2 separate regions of the Zea mays genome follow, and region 2 is linked to region 1. A link is a contact called in public Hi-C data. All regions are on one chromosome and are shown on one strand. The core of a region is the stretch at or near the end of the contact, and the rest is flanking DNA. Distances in the headings are between cores, read along the strand shown. Region 1 has its middle 140 kb from the start of LOC100285383. Region 2 holds the start of LOC100285383.

The links. A called contact is a pair of places that touch in the nucleus more often than the background predicts.
Region 2: a Hi-C map of leaf shows a contact between it and region 1, with 1.9 times the contacts expected there. The contact joins the promoter of LOC100285383 here to the enhancer-like site in region 1. A contact is called at or near these places in 4 of 25 Hi-C or Micro-C datasets (ear, leaf and tassel).

The regions. Positions count from the first base shown.
Region 1 is chr2:71,314,969-71,320,214 of Zm-B73-REFERENCE-NAM-5.0, reverse strand. No RefSeq gene overlaps it. Among protein-coding and RNA genes, the nearest start is that of LOC100285383, 140 kb to the left of the region's middle. Within about 2 kb of position 1,959, at least 12 of the 20 cell types and tissues checked have an H3K27ac peak or open chromatin away from gene starts, as enhancers often do. A contact at or near this core is called in ear, leaf and tassel, where this site is marked.
Region 2 is chr2:71,452,354-71,457,599 of Zm-B73-REFERENCE-NAM-5.0, reverse strand. LOC100285383 reads left to right here and starts at 2,127. Exons shown (of 5, transcript NM_001372212.1): 1 at 2,127-2,323; 2 at 2,415-2,676; 3 at 3,279-3,490; 4 at 3,605-3,692; 5 at 4,099-4,700. The coding sequence starts at 2,315. The coding sequence ends at 4,664.

The sequences.
Region 1 (5,246 bases), core at 710-3,209:
CAAATTATTGTTGCTCCATCCAATTCATCAACCTCAAACACCATAGAGTCCATTGCGCCAATGTGGTCTCAGAAACGCCGTAATGCTTGCAAGAGCTAAGAACACAAGAGACGAGCAACATGTGATAGTGCCCGCATGGATCTCCAAATCCTAACAAATATTTTGCAGGATCCATGAGACATCATCAGAAGAACACAAACCATGTATAGACAATAAATAAAGTATTAACACAATGAAATTATGTTCAGTCCTTAGCACAACAAAAAAACTAATACCCAAAACAACAAAGGAACAACACAATAATTTTTGCAATGATAGAAGGATGGGTGACAGGTACATAGAATCAGTAGAAGCATACCGAGTCGACATCGTGGTAAGGAAAAGACCATGTAGACAGGCGATGTCGAGCTATTGAACAGGTACCATAGGCAGCAAATCAGTGACCCACATCCCTCGTCTCCCCGCTTCCAAGGTTTCGTAGAGCAGGAAGGGAAGGGAAGAGGTGGGCATACCTGTTCGTTGCCGAAGAAGGACACGACGAAGACCTGGACATCTAGAGGCGACATAGGTAGTATACTGCTAGATACATATAGGGAGAGAGCATGCAAGCGGAGAAAGAAGTCCAGCTGGAGTAGCTTCAAACCGAGAGGCACCCGCACCAGGCATCGGTCCAAGAAGGGCGAGATAATGCGAGTGCCTTCCTAGCCCTGGACCCGCCGAGGCGACACAACACCAGCACCAACTCCGTAGCATATGCCGACTACTGCCGTGCTACAGGTCTTGGTTGTCCAATATCTCAGACCTAGACTCCTCATCGTCAAGATAACCTAAGCGTGGCAGGCGCCACCGTGTACTCCTCGGCGGCACACATGAAGAAAGGCCAGGAGCAAGACCGACTCGCCCCGTACCCGCGTCGAAGAGCATCGGTCGGCTCACGGCTGCGATCGTGGACAGGGGCAGTAGGTTGGGGACGAAGAATAGGGCGAAGGCCGGGAACACGAATGAGACGTCCGACGATGGCGAAAGCGATGGTGCGCGCATACTGTGAAACGTCCTCGTGGACGTGCAATAGCCACTGCGGGGGTCGGTGTCGGGGCTTGTGTTGGACGAATACGGGGAGGAGACTCCTGCTCCCACGCCCTCTGCCGAGAATGGGGTGGCGCGAAGGCGGAGGCATGAGGGAGGAGAGAGAAAAGAAAAACAGGATGACGAACGAGGTGGCGACAACTAAGTTGAGGACAATCATTATCGTACGGAGATATAGATGACCAAATGGTCGTGTATGACGGGCTGGCTCGAGACACGACACATTTAATAGTGCCTGGGCCAGCCTGACACGAGCGTCGTGCCGTGCTTGGACTGTAGCCTCGGCCCGTAGTGCTGGCCCGGCCCGACACGATTATATTTTTTATTTCACAAAAAAACATATATAAATATGTAAAATCTATATTCAATATTAAAAACATCTAATCATGATGTTATACTGGTTAGACGGCTTCACCCAGTGTCTCTCGCACTTCTTCTATCACGGTGTGAGTTTGAACCCCACCTCAACGAAATGGCTCGACGAGCTAACGTGTCGGCCCGGCACAGTCAGCAGGCCGGCAAGCCGTGTCTGGGCCAGAGCTGTGGCCCGCGGGCGTCAGGGTCCGTGCCGGTCACCGTTTGACCATCTATATGCAGAGGTGTGTTTTAGGACGTAGAGGACAGACATGGGGTAGATTAATTTAAAATAGATGTAGAAGTTATTTGTAAAAGAATAACACGACAGGAACGTTGAAACTTATACTAGTCCCAACCTAGATTCCTCGACCGTGCGACCGTGCATACGGAGACACATGACCTCATTGCGAATCGATCTGCAGGCAGTAGCATAGCAGTAACGTACACGTACAGTACAGGCATGCATGCACATGCACGCCTTTCCCTGTTTCCTCGCTCTCCTCGACGCGGGCAGCAGTACGTCTGGACTCTGGAGTACTTACGTGCAGACGTGCAGTGTGGCCGGGCCGGCTGGCCTCTCTGTCACACTCCCACTAGCTCACAGACTGACTGAGAGGCAGCGATAATGGCCAGTGCCCATGTCATCTTCTTCACTCCTTGACCCTTGTAGTGCTGCAGAAAAGAAAAGGATTCCTGCCGAAAACTACGGGACCTCACGGTCACGGGCTCACGTACGTACGGTTCATGAAAGCTCCATCCATCTCATCAGGATCGGAGCTCGCTCTAGCTTTGGAACAACAACAGAGCAAGTTGAACCAAGTTTGTTACCTTCTCGTTGGCCGGAGAGCGCTCAGGAACAGTAGGGCCCAACTTTAATTTCACCATGTTTCATCTTGTCCATATGCACGAATACGATTCTTGCGCGCGGATCAAAGGTTTCCAGGTATATTGAGCAAGCAAGCGCTACCATGCATGCAACGGGCTCCTCTCTCCGACGGGAAAAAAATATTTCTACAGTAGAGATGGCATTTTTAATTTTTTTCCATTTTCCTTTTATTCGTGAAATTTCATTTCAATTTATAGTCAGATTTATTTGGTAATTTAAGATTTTTTTTTGCAATGCTTATTATAATAAATAAAGCTATAGAAGTGCTATTCTTGAAATTTAAATTCATTTGCTAAATTTATATGAGGTAGTGGAGCTAGAGCAAAAAGAAAACACATGCAATATAACAAAATGACATCAGATATGTTAGCGTCTGGGGAATAACATATCTTCGGTACTATGGCAATACGTCTTCGGAAGATCTGCCAGTAGAAGAAAGAGTGGTCTTGGCTGATACTAGCATGCCAACTCTCGCTAAGTCTAACGCCCTCTAGACCACAGGACCAGATCCTAGGACCCTACAGGTCAGGGACCAAACTCCCTGCTTGGCCAAGTGTGCTAGGATCCCTACAAACTAGGGCAGCATATAACCAGATTCCTCAGACATCCCTTATGACGTCCGTGGAGCAGGATGTTCCGGAACAGTACGATATCATGCCACATGGGCCTCTAATAAAAAATTGCTACATGGTGCAGGGAAATCAAGATAAGGCTTTAGTTCATCATGCTAAATGTGATGGATGATGTTACGATCAAGAAAGTACAATGGTGCCATGACTAAGGTCGTAGATGTATCCATGACCATTGTATGGTGTGTACTGTTGTCATTGTAGACACGCATGGACATGCTAGTATACCCACAAGCATTATAAAGTGTAGACATCTACACTATTTACCAACTACGTCATACTCAACGACGTGGACTCCAATATCTGCCACTATGACAGGATGTATCTATCACTGCAGTAAGACGTGCTCAACATTGTTGCACAATAGAGACATGCATTGTATATGGTTCCACGTCTGCGATAAGATATGAGTAGATGAACCTTGATTGGATAAGATCCACTATCCAAGATGCATGTAACCCTCTCCTCCCATGTGGTATAAAAGGGAGTAGAGCAACATAGAAAGGGGTTCGATCTAGAGTCAATTCAACTTCCCAAGCTTGTCCAAACTAAGGGGTCATAATCAGAGGTGAACTAGAGGCTAGTTAATCTAGAAATCTCACCATGGCCAAAAGGAAAGGAAGAGATAGTTGGTCATTAGGCTCGACCTACAACTGAGCATGTAATGTTCTTCACTTTATCTTCATCAATCTGTCATACACTAAAAGAATATAAAGTAGTACACTTGTGTGCATGAACCTCTATAAATCATTTTTGTGTCAGTAGCCATAGTTGTACCTTAAATCCAACAATCCTTCTAAATATGCCCCTCACTCTCTTCCTAACTCTACAAACTTCTTGGGTACCTATGGTATCTAGGTGTCATTACACGACCACATTTTGATGCGAGATCGGGGCCTCTTATTTCTCTAGCTGACAATTGTGTGTGGGTCATCGAGAGTAGAGTATGGCATGCTAATAAGATCTAGATGGCTCGAGGAGGTGAATAGCCTATAAAAACTTGCCAAGACTACAAAATACTATAACAAGGTTAATTAGTATGAGAGATGGCAAGAAGCGGATACTTTCTCTAGATCTGTTTTCCACAACAAGTCAGCCTCTTCAACAAATCAAGTTGATAAATGACTAGGTTGACTTTATATAAGCACACAATCTAACAACTATTCAAAAACACTAAAGAAAAGAATACAACCCAGTTACAAAGCAACTACCACACAAAATGAATGATGTCAGTGTAAATGTAAGTGTGATATTGATAAAATCAACCCAACCAATCTATAAGTTGGAATTTTGACTAACATCTATTCAAGTTTATCATGTATGCAATAGTCTCATTGAAAAGAAAAATGCACTCTCTAGAGTTAAGCATGGATGATCACTTACAAGTAGTACTTCACATTTTTTGTTGTATGACATATCATACTAATTGGTATTAAGATCCATTGGATTTCTACATGTGATATCTCTAAACTAATGTCATTATGTTGTCTTTCAATTGGTATTTTTTTAAATGCTTTCGCCATGCATTGTATAGATTAAACTCCTCTTGTGCTTAAATTACTAGTTATACATATGCTTTGTCATCTACCATGTGTATGCATACACTTAGGGGGAGCTTATATATGTAATGTGAGAGTCAAGTTTGTGATCAAATCCATTCCACATATTAAAGATCACAAAAATTTGATCCTCCCTTGTGTTACTATTGTCTTTTTGTTTGGTTTTTGATTCCAAAGGGGAGAATTTGAAGGACCAAAATAAACCCAACCCATAATAAATACCAAAATCACAAATTCAAAATTTTCAAGCTTGCAAGTGGTACTAAGTGGGGTTAGAATTTCACCTTGGGAGATGGTCCAAGGAAGGTAAAGAATTGATTATAGATTTATGGGGAGGCTCAAATACACAATACTACATAAGGAACATTTATACAATTACAAGGCAAGATAAGTATTCAAAGTTTTTTACAAATGATATTCTTTAGCATCATATGATGTTGCTATTGAATTCCATCCTAGCAACTAGATAGTGCATTTCTAATTTTGTATATATTATTTGCTTGTTTTGGTTGTGTTGTCATCAAGCACCAAAAAGGCAGAGATTGTAAGAAAAATAGACCCTATGGGCCATTAAGTTTAGATTTTGGTGCATGTTGAACAACATGACCATTTGACCAATGTTGTTTTCTAGTATACAAGGTATAGTTCGAATGGATGCAAGATGGACTTGGACTTAGGCAATATGATGGTACAAATGCTCAACACCTCAAATAAGAAATTATAAGCCAT
Region 2 (5,246 bases), core at 878-3,377, 140 kb before region 1:
TTGAAAACAAATCAACTTAATATACTAGACTATTTGATCTAGAATTTGATATTCCATAACTTTTCAAAGTTCACATATAGGCATATCTTAAATCCACAAGTTAACAGGGACCGATTGATTCTATAGATCACCAATGCCATATATTTTTTTTTTACTATGTGCTCCCTCCATCCCATAAAATAAAGGCATGCATGTTTTCGAAAACTCGACATTTTAAAACTTTGACCAACAAATCAGCAAAAAAACATATATTTGTAATGTATGCATGTTATAAACTTGAATTTGTATCCAAAAATATTTTAATATGACCCTCAACTTGTATTTGTCATATTTTAAAAAATTAATGACGAAAGTTTAGCTCTAAAGATTTTGTCAAAAAATACATAAACCTTATTTTATGGAATGGAGGGAGTAACTTTTAGCACGCTCTTTGATTCCCTCTCATACATGAGAAATACAAGATATAAGATTATCTCCTTCGTATAGTCAACCATAATATATATAAATATATTTTATAAAAATTATATTAGTTTAATGATTATTTATCTAAATTATAATTAATGGAATGGATTTCAACTCTAAGAATCTAAACAGGGCCTTAAACTTAAGTTTTATAGCAAAGAGTGTAGGAGGAGAGGGGAAAAAACTCGAAATCCTCCAAGCACGGTAAATATTTACCGGGTCACGTCAAATCAGAAGGCGGTACATGCACGCTGTTAACTTGACTAGTAGTACGGCTACACGATGGTTAGACTTTAATTACTCGAAATACGATAAAATAGAATCAGGCTGTTGCCGTTCTCCACAAGATCGGTCAAACAACAAAGCTGAAAAACTTTTAGCCCCGCCCTTTGGGTCTACTGCAAGTAAGCCATATTATAGGACAAAACTATATATAACGCTGGATCCGTATGCTGCTAGTTTGGAACAGTAGAAATCGATACGAATTAAAGTAGAAATCGATACGAATTAAACTCAAGCGAATATCTTGAAACTAAGCTATCTGTATTGTATCGATCTCCTTATTTTGGCTGCACGAGCACGATGCACACGCATGCATGCATGGCGGACAGCTGGGTAGGGATATGTGTGCTGAGTCATGCATGCGTGTAGTCCTAGCGGAGCACTAGAAAAGTCTAGAACAGATACAGAAACTGAAGCTTTTGTTAATAAATAAATACATTGATAATACAGTGTGTGGCAAGAAAGCTAATGACTTGATGATGCACCAAGCCTCTCAGAGAAAAAAAAAGGAAACACAGAAAGGCACTTTTGAGTACGGGCCGGGGCGAGCGAACTAGTAGATGCGTCAGCAAAGCTCCTCGGCCTCGCCCTGGGCGAAGATGAGATGAGATACATTGCAAAGGCACTTTGAGAAACGCACGTATATACTTACATGCCAAGAAACCCTCTCTCTTTCCCTCTCTTTTTGTTTATTTGTAGATTTGTGTCACCCAACGGATGCTTTGCTTGCGGCCCGTGCATGGCATGGCACTATGGCAGTGTGCAAGTTGAAGTAAAAAAAATATATATATGGTCACCAACGTACATCGTACAAACATGTAGTACCAACAAATTTAATTTATTATTATTACTAGTATAATTATAGTTGTAGTAAATCTGGAGTACTGGGTAAAAACACACAGTAAGTAATAATTTATTATTATTACATCGTCCAAAAAAGAATCTTTTCTTCCCTCTCGTTCTCCAAGCAGCAATAAAAAGGAACTTACCCACGCGCGCGCGGCGCGCTGCAGTATGTTTATTCACAGTTAGGGCTTTTCGGTTATTCCCAATACACATGGATTGGATGGGATTGGAAAAAATTGTGAAGAAGTTTGACTTGTTTGGGATTCAAACCCATCCAATCCCGCTCAATCCACATGGATTGAGAGCTAACCGAACAAGCTCTTAGTGATTTCTTACAGCCAGGTAGGTGTTCGTCTCGTCGGTGCCTGCTAGTAATTTCCAAGAGAGAGAGAGAGATGGAGTGAGAGGGAGGCAAGGGAGGAGAGACGCCGGAATCATTTCCATGCGGATCTCGCAGGCCGGCCTCGGTTAGCGGCGCCCACCCATTCCCCTCCCCGCTCGCTACATATAGGTGACCCATCCCATTATACATACCCACCGGCCGGCGTCACAGACACGCGAGCAGAGCACAGACACAGAGCACACAGCACAGAGGCAGCCACCACCACAGGCACTCACCCGCACCGCTCGGTCACCGAGGAGTGGAGGAGCTTTGCAGTCGCAGCAGCAGCAGTACAGTGTGTGAGTGTGAAGGGACTAGAGCAGGGCACACAGCGCAGGCCGCATGGGCGAGGTGAGTTTGGCCGTCGGGAACGGACGCCGCTTCGACGGTGCTCAGGTCGGTCATCCTGACGGACGGTGACGGTGGTGGCCTTGCATTGCAGGCGGAGGTGGAGAAGCCCAAGGAGGCGGCAGAGGAGGAGAAGAAGAAGGAAGACAAGCCCATGGACGCCACGGCGGCGGCGGAGGACAAGCCCAAGGACGCCGCGGCGGCGGAGGACAAGCCCAAGGACGGGGAGGAGAAGAAGGACGACGCGCCCCCTCCCCCCCCGCCGCCGCCGCCGCCCGAGGAGGTCGAGATGCGGGTCTACATGCACTGCGAGGGATGCGCCCGCAAGGTCAAGAAGATCCTCAAGCGCTTCGACGGTAATAAATGCTCTGCCCTCTGCCTGTCCTCAAACTCCGCTGCTACTGCTAGCCTCCTCCTCCTTTGCTTTCTCAGTTTCTTCTCATTGCGGTAACACGTAGTATCTGTACGCTGATCGGTTCTCTCTCTCTCTTTAAAAAAAGAGAAAGAGAAAGAAAGGAAAAAGAATTCCAGATTTAGTATACTTGCTTCGGGGGTTATTCTTGCTGCGGTTCATGGATGGGTTTGAAGGCAGGGGGTGGGGGATTCATGCAATGGTAGCAATTGCACACGAACCCATCCAGGCTCCCTGACTAGAGAGAGATCCCTCCGCCGAGATGGCTCGACAAAAGGGCAGGGCAGGGGCAGGGCGCAGGGGCAGGGGCAGGGGCAGGCTGGTAGTATGACGGCCTGCTCGACCAAGCGTACGTCATTCTCTCAGAGGTCAGAGCCCCCAGAAAAAAAAGTGAAGCCGATTCATTCCTCAGCCAGTCAGCCATGCGTGTGTAGGAGACTAGGAGTATGCTTTGCTGCAGATGATTCTCGAACAATGTTCTAAGCTAGCTACGCAACGGCGGCTTGCCCATGCGTGTGCTGAACTGAAGCGGGAAATTGCACGCAGGAGTGGAGGACGTGGTCGCCGACTCCAAGTCGCACAAGGTGGTGGTGAAGGGGAAGAAGGCGGCCGCCGACCCCATGAGGGTGGTGGAGCGCGTGCAGAAGAAGACCGGCCGCAAGGTGGAGTTGCTGTCGCCGATCCCGCCGCCAACGCCGCCGGAGGAGAAGAAGGCAGAGGAGGAGCCCGAGCCGCCAAAGCCGGAGGAGAAGAAGGAGGTGAACCCAGACCGTACCACTACCAATGAGACGCATACTTGTCCTCCCATCAACAATCTTGCTCCCCTTTGCTGATGTGAGAATGTTTTTTTTTCTTTTTTTTCTCCCTGTAAGCCGCCGGTGATCGCCGTGGTGCTGAAGGTGCACATGCACTGCGAGGCCTGCGCCCAGGGGATCAGGAAGAGGATCCTCAAGATGAAAGGTCGGTGCTCCCACTGCCATCATTTTTTATTTTATTTTTGGTATGGTCGTTTTCATGCATTTGTACCCATATCATTAGTACCACCCTGCATACATCCACATGTCCTGTTCTGGAGTAGCTATAAGTGTGACGATTATTCAGGCATTATTCAGCTTTGCCCAAACCACCCTCTGCTCGTTTTCTTATTGATGAGTTGAAATGATTCGGAGCACATGCATTAATTGACGCATCTTTTTCAGAGTGGTGAATGAATGGATGCATACAAACATACGAGTTTGTCGAGGCATGAATAAACTCATCCACCCACCCATACCCACCCCACCCGTTGTGAACCAGCTAGAAACAATGATGCATCGTGTTGTTGTGTCGTCGTCGTCGTTGATGCATGCATGGGCGTGGTGTGCAGGCGTGCAATCTGCAGAGCCAGACCTCAAGGCGTCGGAGGTGGCAGTGAAGGGCGTGTTCGAGGAGTCCAAGCTGGCGGAGTACGTGTACAAGCGCACCGGCAAGCACGCGGCCGTCGTCAAGTCCGAGCCGGTCCCGGCGCCACCGCCGGAGAGCGGCGCCGGCGACAACACGGGGGCCAAGGAGGAGGAGAAGGGGCAGGAGGAGGAGAAGGAGAAGGAAGGAGGAGGCGATGGCGGTGGCGAGGAGAAGAAGAAGGAAGGGGGCAAGGAGGAAGAGAAGAAGGACGGCGAGAAGCAGGAGGAGGAGAAGGAGGGCGGCGGTGGCGGCGAGAAGGTGGAGGAAAAGGAGGGAGATAAAGACGCTGCCGCTGCCGCCGCCGCCAGCATGTACATGCACTACCCGAGGTTCCCGTTCCCGGGAGGCTACTACGCGCCGCCTCCGGGGTACGTCTACCAGCCGGTGTACCCGGCGCCGGCGTACGCGGCGTACGCGCCGCCGCACCACCAGCCCATGGCGCCGCAGATCTTCAGCGACGAGAACCCCAACGCATGCTCCGTCATGTAACTAAAAAACAGAAGGAGCCTTGGCGAGAGAGGGGGAGAAAAGGAAAAAAAAAGAATAATAAGAAGGTGGGAAGAGCGAGGGAGCTGCGTGCATAAGCCAGAGCCAGAGGTAGGGAGGGAGGTCCCCTGAGAGAAATGCAGCATCCAGCAGTGTCCCCTGAGCGAAGCAAATGGGCAACTTTGTTTGAAACAAAACAAAAGTACCAGGCTTTTTCGGGGGGGGGGGGGGGGGGGGGAGGAGGGGCGGGTAGATTTCGCTCTTATTTTTTTTCTTCTTTCTTTTGTAATTTTAACCCTTCCTTTCATCTTTTTTTTCCTGGTGTAAAGTAAGCGTGGACTTTGTCGGTTTATGGACGCTAGCTATCTTTATGTAGGATGATGCCTTGGCATGTACTGCTTGCAGCTTCAGACTTCATATATAAAACTGTATGTATTATAAATTTGTACCCCTTTCTCTGGTTGGTAACAGCATGCTTGCGTTCAGTTTTTTTTAGATGACAGAGTGAAGAGAGAGAGAGAGAAGAGAATATGCTGTATTCACCACCGGGTACGCTGAGGTGAATGATGTGAAGGTTCTAGAGGT